Regions from separate parts of the Mus musculus genome. Here region 1 is linked to region 2. Evidence: chromatin contacts called from public promoter capture Hi-C data. All regions are on one chromosome and are shown on one strand. The core of a region is the stretch at or near the end of the contact, and the rest is flanking DNA. Distances in the headings are between cores, read along the strand shown. Region 1 holds the start of Igf2 (insulin-like growth factor 2). Region 2 holds the start of Tnnt3 (troponin T3, skeletal, fast).

Region 1 (6,484 bases), core at 2,384-4,883, 160 kb after region 2:
GGTCTTTGGGTGGTAACACGATCAGGGGACGATGACGTTTGGCCTCTCTGAACTCTTTGAGCTCTTTGGCAAGCATGCGACCCCGGCGGGCACGCAGGAGGGCAGGCAGGCCTCTGCGCAGGCGTCCCGCGGACTGTCTCCAGGTGTCATATTGGAAGAACTTGCCCACGGGGTATCTGGGGAAGTCGTCCTGGAGAGGAGGTGCTAGTCAGCAGGTTTCAGGGTATCATGTTAGCCTGAGCTCCCATCTAGGTGTCGCATATCCCCAGCCCCACTAGAGTCACCCCACCTCAGGGCAACTTCCCTGAAATATCTATGTTAATGAGCAGAGGCTGACAGTAAAATGTGTGAGGGGGGCTTCGTGGTACCCCAAATCAAGAAGTGAGTGGTCTCTTTGTCTCACCCCATAATTCCTTCAACCCCACCTCGCTACCTACCGGAAGTACGGCCTGAGAGGTAGACACGTCCCTCTCGGACTTGGCGGGGGTGGCACAGTATGTCTCCAGGAGGGCCAGGTCGCAGCTGCGGAAGCAGCACTCTTCCACGATGCCACGGCTGCGACGGTTGGCACGGCTTGAAGGCCTGCCTGGAAGTTCCACAGGACAGACAACTTCAGTTAGTGTCTACTGGGGTCAGCACCCATTGGGGTGGCCACCCCAGCCCCGCCCCCCAGGAGGGGAAGGCTGAAGAAGGAACTACCCCTGCCCTTCCACTAGACCCTGGCCGGATACTAGGTCACCCTGCAGGGATGTGGTAGAAGTGTGAGCCAGACAGGCCAAGATGCCCAGAAAGGAAAAATAAAGGTGCATGCTGCAGGACCAGCCCCTGGCATCTGGTGCCTCCTGTCTGGTAACTAACACAGCACAGCTTCACTGTCCCACAGACTCCATGGAGACCAGAGGCCACACTGGAGTGGTTTGGAAAACAGGGAGGAGGAGGGGGTGAGCCCCTCGAGGGGGCCATGGTGGACACAGGTGTGGTCCCTGTACTTGGGGCCCGTCCTGAGGGGCCCACCCCCAACCCCCATCGCTGAACTGTGACAGGAAGGGAAGATAGGGCAGGAGAGAACAAGACGGGAGGGGAGGAGTGAGGCACCCAAAAACCACTCCCTTCTCTTCTCCCGTCTTCCCCCTCTCCCCCACGGTCCGAGGTTGGGCTTGGGGCCCTCCTATCTGTGAAGCCCCTCCGTGCAGGAGTGGCTCTCGACCAAGGACTGGTCCTGCAGTACCCATGAGCAGTAGTTGTTTCCAGAGCAGTTCACAGGCAGGTAGGCAGAAGTGAAGAAGAAGAGGCTGCGTGTCCAGGACCAGGCGAGGAAGATAGAGTGGCCCATGCCAGCAAGGATAGTCATCCATTCTGGTGCCCCTGCCCCTCCCAGGCATGCCCCACCCATGTGTCCCCATCACTGCCTTCTGTGAGCAGTGAGCCCATGCCCAGCCCCTTCCCCAACTGGGAAATCAAGAGAAGCATGAACATTGAAAGCAGGCAAGCACCCCATGTTGTAGTCCTGGGAACCCCTCAAGTTGGATGGCCAAGGTCCAGCTCTCCCCTTGTACCCCCAAACTACACGTGCACTCTCAACCTGGCTGAGACTTGACATCCACATTTGGTTTTGCTTTTATCAACTTTAAAAACTTTTAAAACTATCAGACTTGTGACTTTGAGATTACGACCTTGCCCGGGGGGGGGGGGGAAGGGGTAGCTTAAGAGCAAGGCCAGACCAGTGTACTAATTGTCACCCCATCCAGGGAGGCTTGCTTCCCCCGCCCCCACCTCTCTGGAGTTACATACTGAAGTAGAAGCCGCGGTCCGAACAGACAAACTGAAGCGTGTCAACAAGCTCCCCTCCGCACAGAGTCTCTCCGGGGCCGTAAGCAGCGATGCAGCACAAGGCGAAGGCCAAAGAGATGAGAAGCACCAACATCGACTTCCCCACTGGGATCCCCATTGGTACCTGGAGAAAGAAACGCAGGCTTTGAGCTAGAGGCCCCCAAGCCACACCCCTAATCCCAGGAGAATGGCTCACCCCCACCCAGGCCCCACCAAAGACACCTATCATCTCTTAATTAAAAATGCAATTGGAATCTGAAAGACAGCCATGTCACTATTTATTTAACCTGTGAAAACAGGGGGACTTGAATTGCTGAGGTCAAAAACTACTTTGAGTGTGGAGAAATTCAATGGACCCCAGGAAGGCACCCCGTGGTGGCTTTGAACTGTAAGAAACCCTTGAGGACCACCCATCCATGGGCGCAATTGCAGCTTAACCACACCCACAGCAGCAGGGGCCAGTGCTGGACACTGGACCTGGTTTCCATGCTATGACATCATGGGGGTGGGGCCAGCCCAAGGGCACATCACTACTGCCACTCCTACTCTGGCCTCCAAGCATTGGCCAAGATGGCAGATAGCTCCACCCCACCCACCATGGAGCATGTGCATCCAAAGGGACCATTCCCAACCTACCCGCCCCCCAGCTGGCCACCCCTCCCTAAGCAGCAGAGCCAGCCCCACCCATCCACCCCACCTCCCAGGCCATGGTGAGCAGGGCCCATGTCAGAATCCAATGGTTAGCGCAATGGGATAGCCAGCACTCCTGTGAGCCTTGCTCTCCAGGGTCACCCAGTCCTCCAAGTATAGACTTTCCTGGGCACCTCAGAGCTTGCCATCCATGGTCAGGGACCCTAGAGGGTCCCTTTATGGCCCATAGAATCATCTTTCTGATAAGAGCTAAATTTACCCAGGGCAGCAGTTTGGGTCCTTGGGAGGCTAAACACCCCATTTTGGAGGGACACACCCCCTCCACAGGCTATGTGGCTACAGGCGGGGACAATGGTTAGCTAGCTTTTTTAGTGGTGGGAGGCCACGATGACCCACAGTAAGCCACCCTTGACCCTTCAGTTAAGTAGAGCCCTCCAGGCCGCAGCCTCAATCTCTGCTCCATAGGCCCAGGGGATTTCTTGCTGCAAAGAAACATGTGAGAGACCAGTGCGGAATAATCAAGAAACAAATTTGTTCGAGCTCCCTTGGGTAACTAAAAGTCATCTTTGCCCACTTCATCAAGACCCAGACCGATCCTCCCAATACCCTCTGTGCCACCAACCACTTGCGATCAGCAGGCTATAGCTACAGCAGTTAGTTCTGGGGGCGGGGGGCAGGCAGACGGAGCTGACCTCGAAGTCCCTTCCCAAAGCCAAGACCACACTGGCTGGTTCAGCCCAGGTGTCCAGGAGAAGCAAGCAGGAGATTGACCAGGAGGCAAGGGACAGGTGAGGGCCCAGGGAAGGCCCGAATTTGTTGGAGTGGGGAGGCAGAGAGGAAGGAAAAGTAGAGGACTGGGCAGGTAAGGAAGCCTGGATCTAGTGGGGGGCATAGGACAGAGGCTGAGGGAGAACGAAGGCTTGGGAGAGGTAGCAGGCCCGGCTGCAAGGGCAGAGGCCTCAGGCTACCCGGTGCCCTGACCACCCCACTGGGCAAGCCGGAGTGGGGATGGCAGCAGGGTCCTGGCTCCACAGCCCTGGTTACCTGAAGTTGGGTAAGGAGGCCGCTGGGGCTGGAAGAGGATGAAGACAGGAAAAGGCTGGAAGGTTCTCACAGGAGAAGCTAATGTCCAGTTTGCGAACTGGTCAGTGCCTCCGCTTTTTATGTCTGAGTGGCTCCTCCCAGTCCCGGCTCCACCCTACCCCCCACCCCCTCCCTGCTGACCACTCCCCCCGCCCCCTTTGCACCCGCCCCCTCCCTCCTTCCAGCCAGTCCCTTTTCTCCTGCACCCCCAAGAGCTAGCCTTGGACCATTCCTTAGCAAAGCACCACCAGTGGGAGGGGGGCCTCATCGTGCGCCCCCAGCCCTTTCTGCACAGACCAATGGGGGGAGGGAGGGGGCTCCTTCCCACATCCTCCTATGGAAAGTTACACCCAGTAAAAGGCAGGGGCAGTTATTTCTCTTTGAACTGTAACATTTCTGCCCTTCTGAGCCCGAAACCGTCCCCTCTCCCCCCAACATTCCAGGTTGGGAATGTTGGGGACAGAGTTGGGGTGTGTGGGTGGGGGGAAAAGCTAACTGTGGGGTCTGGCTTGACTCTTTTACCAATTTTGGGGGGCTCTTGGCCCCGCCCACCCACTTTTCCTTCCTGTCTCATTGGCACAAAGTCAACATACCAGGGTGGGCTTCGGAGACTCTGCCCCCCTCCTCATCACTCAGCACCCTTGGGGGGGGGTGTACAGGGCCTGCACAGCACGAATCGTACATTTTATGCAGCTCATCCATCCCCCCCTTCCCCAACACACAGTAAAGCACCAGGAAGTCTCCTGTGAGTTCAACTTACACACCCCCTCCCCAACAGCCCCCATACCCCCGCCCCTTCCCCCACTCCATGGCGCAAGGGGGAACAAAAGTTTGCTTAGGGAACGAGCCCCCAGCCCCCCACCCACCGCACCAGTCCCGCCATGCCCAAGCCGGGCTCTGCGCACCCCCCACTCCCAGGGCCCCTGAGAGCCCTTACCTGGAAGCCGGCGACGCTGCCGCCCATCTCCCTGCTGCGGGTATGCAAACCGAACAGCGGGCGAAGGCCCTTCTGCCGGGCACTCCTCTGCCAGCGCCGCTCTGCCCGAGTCGCAGAGGCCGAATGTGCGACGGGACAGAACGGGGAGATGGCTTTTTTGGTGGGGAGGGGGGCGTCTCTTCTGCTTCTTTAGGGTATCTTAGGGCTGGGGCGGGCCAGATATTGTACTTTCGGGGGGGAAAAGGTATCGGGAAATGAGGTCAGCTGTTGTATCAAGGATAGTTGGGGGGCAGAGATAGTGAGAGAGACAGAGTGAACGTGAAAGGGGGGGACCACAGAGAGGGAGAGAGGGAGAGAGGACAGCGAGAGGCGGGTAGGCTCACAGCGGGAGAGGACAGCACGGAGAGAAACAGAAAGCGTATAATTAATCCACTTGGGTAGGCGAAGGCAGAGGGCGGACGTGAGGGGGAGGGAGTCTGAGGCGAGGAGGAACGGGGAGGGGGCAGGAGGGGAGCTTAGGAAAGGTGGCGGGTAAGCGGGTGCGCGAGGGGGGGCGCACCCTAAGCAGAGGAGAGGATGCAACTTCGAAGGACCGAGGACGGTGTTGAGGGGGGAGGAATGGAGGCGTCACCCCGGCCACGGGCACCCAGCTCGGTTAGGGTCGACGGAGCCCTCAGCCGTCGTAAGCCCGGGCTTCTTGTGGGGGGGACAGGCGTGGCGGCGCCTCAGCTGCTCGGGACTGCAGCGAAAAGAGGGGAGCAGCCGGGCTGCGCACCGGGGAGGGCTGGGAGGGGAAGCGCGGGGGATGACAACGCCGGCGACCTGCAAGCCGGACTGCCTGCGGTGGGGACCGCCTCCTCTGGCGAAGCAGGAATGGGGTGTTGAGGTAGATAGAGGAGGAGGCGGTGGGGAGATCCGCAGGCCCGACGGAGCGCGGCCCCGCCGACGGCGCCCTGCACAGGAGTTAGCAGCAGCGAGGTGGCGGACGGCGTCGACGCGGGGCCGCCAGCCCGGATGGAGGCGCTGGCGGGCCGAGCGCGGGCGGGCGTGGGCCAGGAGGCGGGGGCGGCCGGAAGGGGGGGCCGGGGGCCGGCCTGGCCTCACGCAGCTCCGCCGGAGAGCAGGCGAACTCCGGGCGCCAACGCCCGGTTCTTATAGCCGCGCCACCCCGCGGCTCGGCGCCCGCTCGGGCCCCGCTGGCCTTACGCCCGCGCCAATGGGCGTCCGCAGGGCCCTCGCCCCGCCCCGGGACCGCCCCCGCAACTCGAGCCACGCGGGGAATGCGGGTCGGGGGCCCTGGGCACGGGGGTTGCCGGTGGGGGGGGGGAGTGGAGTGCCTGGTGGCAAAGATGGGGGGGGGCTGTGCGCCCCAACAGGCCCACTAAATCCTGGGTGTCTATCCCTAAAAATCGAGGTCCCATGTCATGTTTCCGGGGTGCCCTGTGCTTGTGCAACATGGGCGCGTGGTGCGAACCAACGTGCGTGGCACCCTAGGCCTCAGTGGTAGTGGCAGGACCTGTGCTCAGTTAGAGGGTTACAAGGTAGGCGCATCCCGGCCGACTGAGTTAAGGCGCAGGTAGCTGGGTAGAGGGTTCTCACAGGGACCTACTTGCTAAGCAGGGGACAGTCCCCTGGATCGGCTGGGGGGGGGGGGGGGAGCGCGCAGCCTCCACCTGCCTGAGCAGGCAGGGCGGGCTGTGAGGCACCTCGAATAGCAGCCAGATAGATCTTACTAAGCGCCCCTAACCTCTGCTTTGCCTGGGATCTCCTAGCAGCCTTTGGGGGGCCACCAGGTGCACCATGAAGGGAAGGCTGGCTTGGCCACGCCAAATCTGGGCCCCGCGTGGAGCCCCCGCACAATGTCTGCGCCCTTCAGCAGAAAAAGAAGCAGGGCGGGAAACGTAGCTCAAACCAGACCTGTAAACCAGAGCTCACTGAAGTGCTTCTAAGCGGCGCGCCTTTGGGACCCCACCCAGTATGAGC
Region 2 (6,017 bases), core at 199-2,698:
GCTCACTGAACCCTATCTATCTAATGGTATAGATGGAGGTATAGAGGGACACATAGGTTCTGTCCAGGAAGGTTGAGCTGGCCCAACAACTCCAGGGGCCTCTAAGGGGCAGGTGCTTGGAGCAGAGGAGAGCAGGAGAGAAGCTCTGTTCTATGAGCCAGCAGGCTAGAAGACTGGCTCCACTCTCCTTCTGATCACAAGCTGGATCTTGTGTCTCTGGCATTCTATGGCCCCATCTCTAACACATAGGAGGTGGATGGTGGGTCAATCCAAACCTTCCAGAAACTCTTAAGATTTGGTGGAGATTGGCATACTGTGGGCCTCCTACTGGTCATCCTGATGTCTCTAATCTCAGGATGCAAAAGGACCAGAGCCCTGTCTGTGTCCCCTAGGGCTCACCTACCATTACTTTACACTCCACATTGGCTTTTTCCCTGAACTGAACAGATCCACAGACCCCACCAGCCACACACGACAAGCCATGGGGTCTGGGAGGGTTAAGAGAGTGAATGGCAAATGCCAGGTTGGTCTCTTGCTACTTGGTGCTTCAGTTTCCCTAGAGGCTGACCAGGCACATAAGGCCCAGAAGAGTGTCCATGGTTGGATGGTGCCCCCTGGAGTCTTGAGGAAAAAAAGGCCAGGCACATGGCGAGGTCTGCTCATGGCCAGGTCTGCTCAGCAGGGCCCACATCCCTGGACAGAGATATGACCTCCAGGTCCACTACTTAGTATGGAGCCCCCAGACCAATAACAGGCCCAAGCATTGCTCAGCCCTCCCCAGTTACTGAGGAAGATGGACAACCAGAGGCAAGGTTTAGGTGATCATTTCTCCTATTAGGTGATCATTTCATGAGACGTGTTCCAGTGATGTCCACTTGAAAAATAGGCCTGGCCTCGAAGAAGGGGCTGTGTGTGACATGGGCTAGGGACCCAGGGCTCTTCATTTGGTGGGTATCTTGAGCTGTCTCTATGCTGGAGAAGCAGGGCAGAGTTGCAGGAGGTGCCATATAGAGTTAGACACCGATCTTGAACAAAGTACCTGCTCCTACAAGCCACCTCGGGCAGAGGAACAGGGGACCAAAGAACCCAAAACCCAGGCTCTGATGACCCTTCCCCCAACAGCCTGACTCAAGAACAGCCTTGGTCTAGACCCAATCCTTTCCTCCTCTCTCCCTCAGCCCATCAAGCATGTGCCCATTGCTGAGGGGGGAGGGTAGGTAAAAATAGCAGCTGACACCTTTCTGGAACAGTTAGGGACCTTGCCTCCTCCTCCAGGCATGTCTCCTCCATCCTTGCCTCCTTGGGCCTCCTCTGGGGCATTCCTATACTTGGTCAGGGGCCTGCTTGGGCACACCCTCCCCCTTCCCATGCCCCAGCCACCCATCTGCTGGCCAATGGGCTGCCAGAGAAGATCAGATGTCACTATAACATGAAGGGGTGAGGCTGTTGGACAGTGCCTGCTGCTGGTCCTGTCCACAAGGAGCCCCCAGCCTTTCTCAGACTCAACTACAGGTGTGTATGGATGTGAACAGCCCGCGTAGGAGTGGGCAACTGTGTCTGGGCTTGGCTGCCTAGCATCTAAGGGGAGTTCAATGGGTCCTGTGCCTCTTGCTGTGTTGTATTTTGGTAACTAGAAGCATGGTGCTTGAACCTTGGGATGACATAAAAGATCTGGTTCTAAACCAGAATAGAAAAGCACAGGAAGTGAGAAGGAGTGGGGCTCCTGTGTGACTCAGGACAAAGGAGACCTCCTAAGGTAGGATCTAGGAAGAAGGGCAGAGGGTGAGATAAGGATCGAGTGAGTCAGAGGACATCATTCAGAGCTCTAAGGGCGCCTGCAGCTGCCTGCCTGGCAGCTGGCTGGAGCCCCTCTGAGACTCTGAAAGAATGACCTTAGAGAAAGAATGTGATTTCAACTCATCCTTGGAGCCCATGGGTCTGCCCTTTTGCAGATCTGGGCTTATCTCAGATCACCCTGGGAAGAAGCTCAGGGGAGAGATATCTGTGAACCCCTGGGGCAGATTCCTAAGGTTCAGGTGAAGACAAACAGGAGCCAAGCTGAACCAGGACAGAGGGAATGAAAGGAGCCTGGGCCTGAGCAGGAAGCTCATATCTGATCTTGTGGCTGGGAGACCAGGTGGCCCCTAGCCCTCCAGGCTCCCGCCTTTGTTAAGTTGCCGGGCTGGGATTCCTAACTTCCTGAGTTGAACTTTCTAGATGTCCTTGGGAATCCTTGGAGGAAACCGGACCTAGCAAGGTTGTTCAGAGCAGACTAGGCCCAAAGCAGGAAGTGATAAGGGACCCATAGCAAGTGAGTGGCAGGGCCCCCTGCCCCTTTTTGGCCTTTGTCACCTTTGAAGGAAAGGAGTTTGGCATGGATCCCCAAGGAAACTGACCTCACAGGCTATTTTTGTGAACCTTCTTCTAAGCCCAGAACCCTCTACAGAACAACTGTTTTCACTCTCTGTTGTTTATTGGTCATCTCTGTCCCATCCCTGACACCCCACCTCTGCCTCTCCCCAATTTATAGAAATGTTGAAATGGGGGTGGAGATGCACAGATATGCTCAAGTGGGCCTTCTGGACCTCTTTAGAAGACCAGGAACCTCAGTTTCTCAACCTCAAACAAGGGCATTGCTACCTCACTTTGGAAGGGTACAAGGCTGCCCTTGCTGGATGGATGCCTTTAGGAGCCAGGAGGGGAGCCAAGATGGCTAGGTTGTTCTCAGTACCCTGCCCCCCTGCCATCTTGGGTTTCAGGGCAGAGGAGTCTTGCTAATTTTGATGCCTATTTTTGGACACTTCAGCTGCCACTGGCTCCTTATAAACGCATGACACCCCATGCAAACACACTACCCCTCCCTCCACTGCTGACAGGTGTGTGGGTCCAGTAGAAACCAGAGGTAGCAAAGCAGATGGGGCCTCTGCTCAACTGATCCACCCCACTGGCCTTCCACCCCACAGAGTGTCCCTGTTGGAGGGGGCAGTGCAGAAGACAGTAAAGAAGGCAGTTAATACTGGTAGGGATCAGAGCAGAGCAAGATGATGGGTAGCTCTGGCCAGATGGCTTACTTGTGGTTGGTGAAGTCTACACAGAGGCTCTGGGATGAGGCAGGGCTGAGCCTGGTGCTTGGCCACGGGCCTCCCAGGTATCTGTGGGTTAATTCTGCAGGAAGTTTCAGTTGTTCTGGGAAAGCTAATGTTATCAACAGGGTCTAGAAACAGCCCCCATCTTAGCACCAAGCTGCTGGTGCATTTTTAGCCCCTGAACAACAGTTTTCTTATATGTGCTCCCTGGGGACACCAGAGCTATTGTCTTTAAGTCAGCTGTGTTGTGTTTTTATGACCTTTGTTTGTCAAACCCTGAGTCAACATTCTGATACAGTTCTTTGAAGGTTCCCAGGCCCCCAAACACTGTAGGCATGTACAGTGACCAGTTCACAGGAACCAAGTTCTCTCTCCCTGTAGCCGCCATGCCCGAGCCTGTGTATCCAGTCCCAGATGTAGTGCTAGGAGATCTTAGGCTCTGTTAGCTCAATCCATTCAGCACATGGGTGTGAAACTCGGGTTTCCCACAGAGAAGTTTCTCAGACCCACCCCTGTGAGTTCAGTCTCCATGTATTTCACAGGAATGGAGACAAGGAGACTGAACGTTCATAGGTTCTCTAATTTGAAATCAGAGGATTTCAGAGAACACAAAAGAGGACCTGGGGTACCCCCAAATGTAGCTTGGACTCCCAAAGAAAACGTGAGGCACAGTAGAAAGTTTGAGCTCACCCAGGGAAGAAGAGCTGGCAGACTGAGGCTATCTGTCCCTTAAAGTGAGGCTCAGCCATTCTAGGGTGATTCCCTAGCCAGAGGCCATCAGTTGAGACAAGCAAGGATATCCCCAGATCCAGAGGATCCCAAAGCTGTGCATCCCACAACCTGTGCATGTTTGGATGGCATTCCATGAAAATGCTGGAGAGGGGACATCTGTCCAGGGTGGAATGCATATGACAACCTTTCAATAGCCAATCAGCTATGGAGTCTAAGTTCCAGGGCGGAGCCAGGAAAAGAAGAAGGGGCATCAAAGTCATGGGGAGAAAGGCCAATCAGGGGAATCAAAAGGTAGCCCTCAATTGCAGTCTACACACATCCCCTCTAGGCCTCAGTCTCTGAGAGCCCACTCTTGTGACGCTTCTAACCTAAGGTAATTCCTCACTGTCCCTTCTGTTGATGTTCCCTCTCCAGATACAACCCACCGCCACTATGTCTGACGAGGAAACGTGAGTACTGTATGGTCACCTCTCTTGCTGGTGGGATGGAACTCCTGGCACCTACAGACATCTGCCTCAAGTCAGCAGCTCAAGCTCACCTCTCTCTCTCTCTCTCTCTCTCTCTCTCTCTCTCCCCCCCCTCCCCCCCCGGCCCACCCCACTGCTACTCACCCACTATGACAGTGAACAAGTTGAGGGTAAGTATCTTCTCTATTTTCCCTCTATATGCTTCCATCTCTAGATAGTAGAGTTGCTCTTGGTGTGGGGAGGAGAGCTTTGACTATGGATAGCATTCATTCCTTGGGGACCCATTGCCCAAGAGTCCCTGACCGGCTAGATCAGTCATTGAGTTTCAAAGACACCCCTCTCCCAAATTATCTTGAATCTGTGGCTTGTTTTTTTCCCTGTGATGCTCACACCTTGACCTGCCCCAATCCTGTATACTTGCATATCTGTGAATCCCTGAGAACTCGAGTCTGAGTGGGCAGCTTCCCTGTCCTTGTTACCTTTGGTCACTCACATGGCCACAGTAGGGCATGCAATCTAGAGACATCCAATATCTACCTTGTGGTTGAGATATTTTCCCCTCTAAGGCCACAAAGCCTCTGTGTTCATGTGTGTGTGTGTATGTATGTGTGTGTGTGTTTTCGGATGTGTTCATATGTGTGGACCAGAGGTCAACCTTGGATGTCATTTTTAGGAGCTTGCCTTTTGAGACAGGGAGGGACTCACTGAACCTGAAGTTTGATGATTAACCTAAGCTGGCTGGCCAGCAAGTTCCTTGGGGTCCTCCTGTCTCTGCCTCCGCAGCCCTGGGGTTATGAGAGTGTGCAAACACACTTGGCCTTTTATTTGAATCCTGGGATCTGACTTATATGGCAAGCACTTTGCTGCCTGACCATCTCCCCATGCTACCACAAAGCATCTCTGAACTGAAGATCCCAGACTGATGTCTAGCCAGTGAAAGAACCAGGCTGTCTAGGGACAGAGCAAGTTGTCCTTCAAATGCCTCACCACCATCACCCCCTGTTCTATCTCTGCTAATTTGGCTCCCTTTTTTTTTTTTTTTTTTTTTTTGTTCTATTCTAATGCAGAACAATACGAAGAGGAAGGTAACTCAGGAAGCCAGAGGCCTCTCAATGCCCATCCTTGGGAAGGCCTTGGGGGAATCCTCCCTGAGCTGACAATTAACTGTCTACTCCCTTCCTCATGAATGCACTATTAACCATCATCACTCATCATTAATTAACTGTTAATGATTAATAATGCCATGATTTAATTAATGGTCAATGGTTTGATCATTAATTAAGCTATTAATCCTCTATCTCTTCGATGGGTTAGTAGACACTCATTAAACACTCACACATGCCCGGTGGTCACTGTGTCCATGGTGTGTGAAGTGGGGTGTGTTTCTGGCCATTAAAACTCATTCATTAATAACAAGGGTCTTGACCTCACACATTGTAACCCCTCAGAGTCACTGTACCTTCTCTTTTAGTCTCCTTATCTGTCTCCAGCTTTCTCTGTCTCTCTTTGTCTCTGTGTCTGTCTTTATCTCTGCCTTTCTCTATCCCTGTCTCTTTATCTCTGTCTCTCTTTGTCTCTGTCATCTTTCTCTATTTCTCTGTTTCTGTTCTTACCTTTTCTCTCTCTCTTCTCTCCTTCACTGTACCTTTGGGCTGCTGGAGACCCCTCCCTGGCTCTGTCGTGCCTGGGCAGGTGTGGGCGGGCAAAACGTTGAGTCTTGGTGCACCTGGGA

Evidence for each region. Capture Hi-C pulls out chosen DNA fragments and counts their contacts.
Region 1: a contact with region 2 is called in a promoter capture Hi-C map of pancreatic islet. The contact joins the promoter of Igf2 here to the promoter of Tnnt3 in region 2. A contact is called at or near these places in 20 of 39 promoter capture datasets (the 3T3-L1 cell line, 3T3-L1-derived adipocytes, the C10 cell line and 11 more), 16 of 484 Hi-C or Micro-C datasets (the CH12 cell line, the G1E-ER4 cell line, cardiomyocytes and 8 more), 17 of 115 datasets of contacts at active chromatin or transcription factors (the NIH/3T3 cell line, cardiomyocytes, craniofacial prominence and 9 more) and 4 of 9 other capture datasets (adipose tissue, embryonic stem cells, liver and 1 more).

What each region holds. Positions count from the first base shown.
Region 1 is chr7:142,653,863-142,660,346 of GRCm38.p6, forward strand. Igf2 (insulin-like growth factor 2) reads right to left here and starts at 3,634. Exons shown (of 4, transcript NM_001122737.2): 1 at 3,526-3,634; 2 at 1,792-1,954; 3 at 438-586; 4 at 1-190. The coding sequence starts at 1,948. It overlaps Mir483 (microRNA 483), which reads right to left and starts at 1,134; the gene lies at 1,062-1,134. Igf2os (insulin-like growth factor 2, opposite strand) reads left to right here and starts at 5,818. Exons shown (of 4, transcript NR_002855.3): 1 at 5,818-6,484.
Region 2 is chr7:142,497,388-142,503,404 of GRCm38.p6, forward strand. Tnnt3 (troponin T3, skeletal, fast) reads left to right here and starts at 1,449. Exons shown (of 18, transcript NM_001163664.1): 1 at 1,449-1,512; 2 at 4,233-4,267; 3 at 4,442-4,455; 4 at 5,353-5,370. The coding sequence starts at 4,251. All of the region lies in intron 1 of Prr33 (proline rich 33), which reads right to left.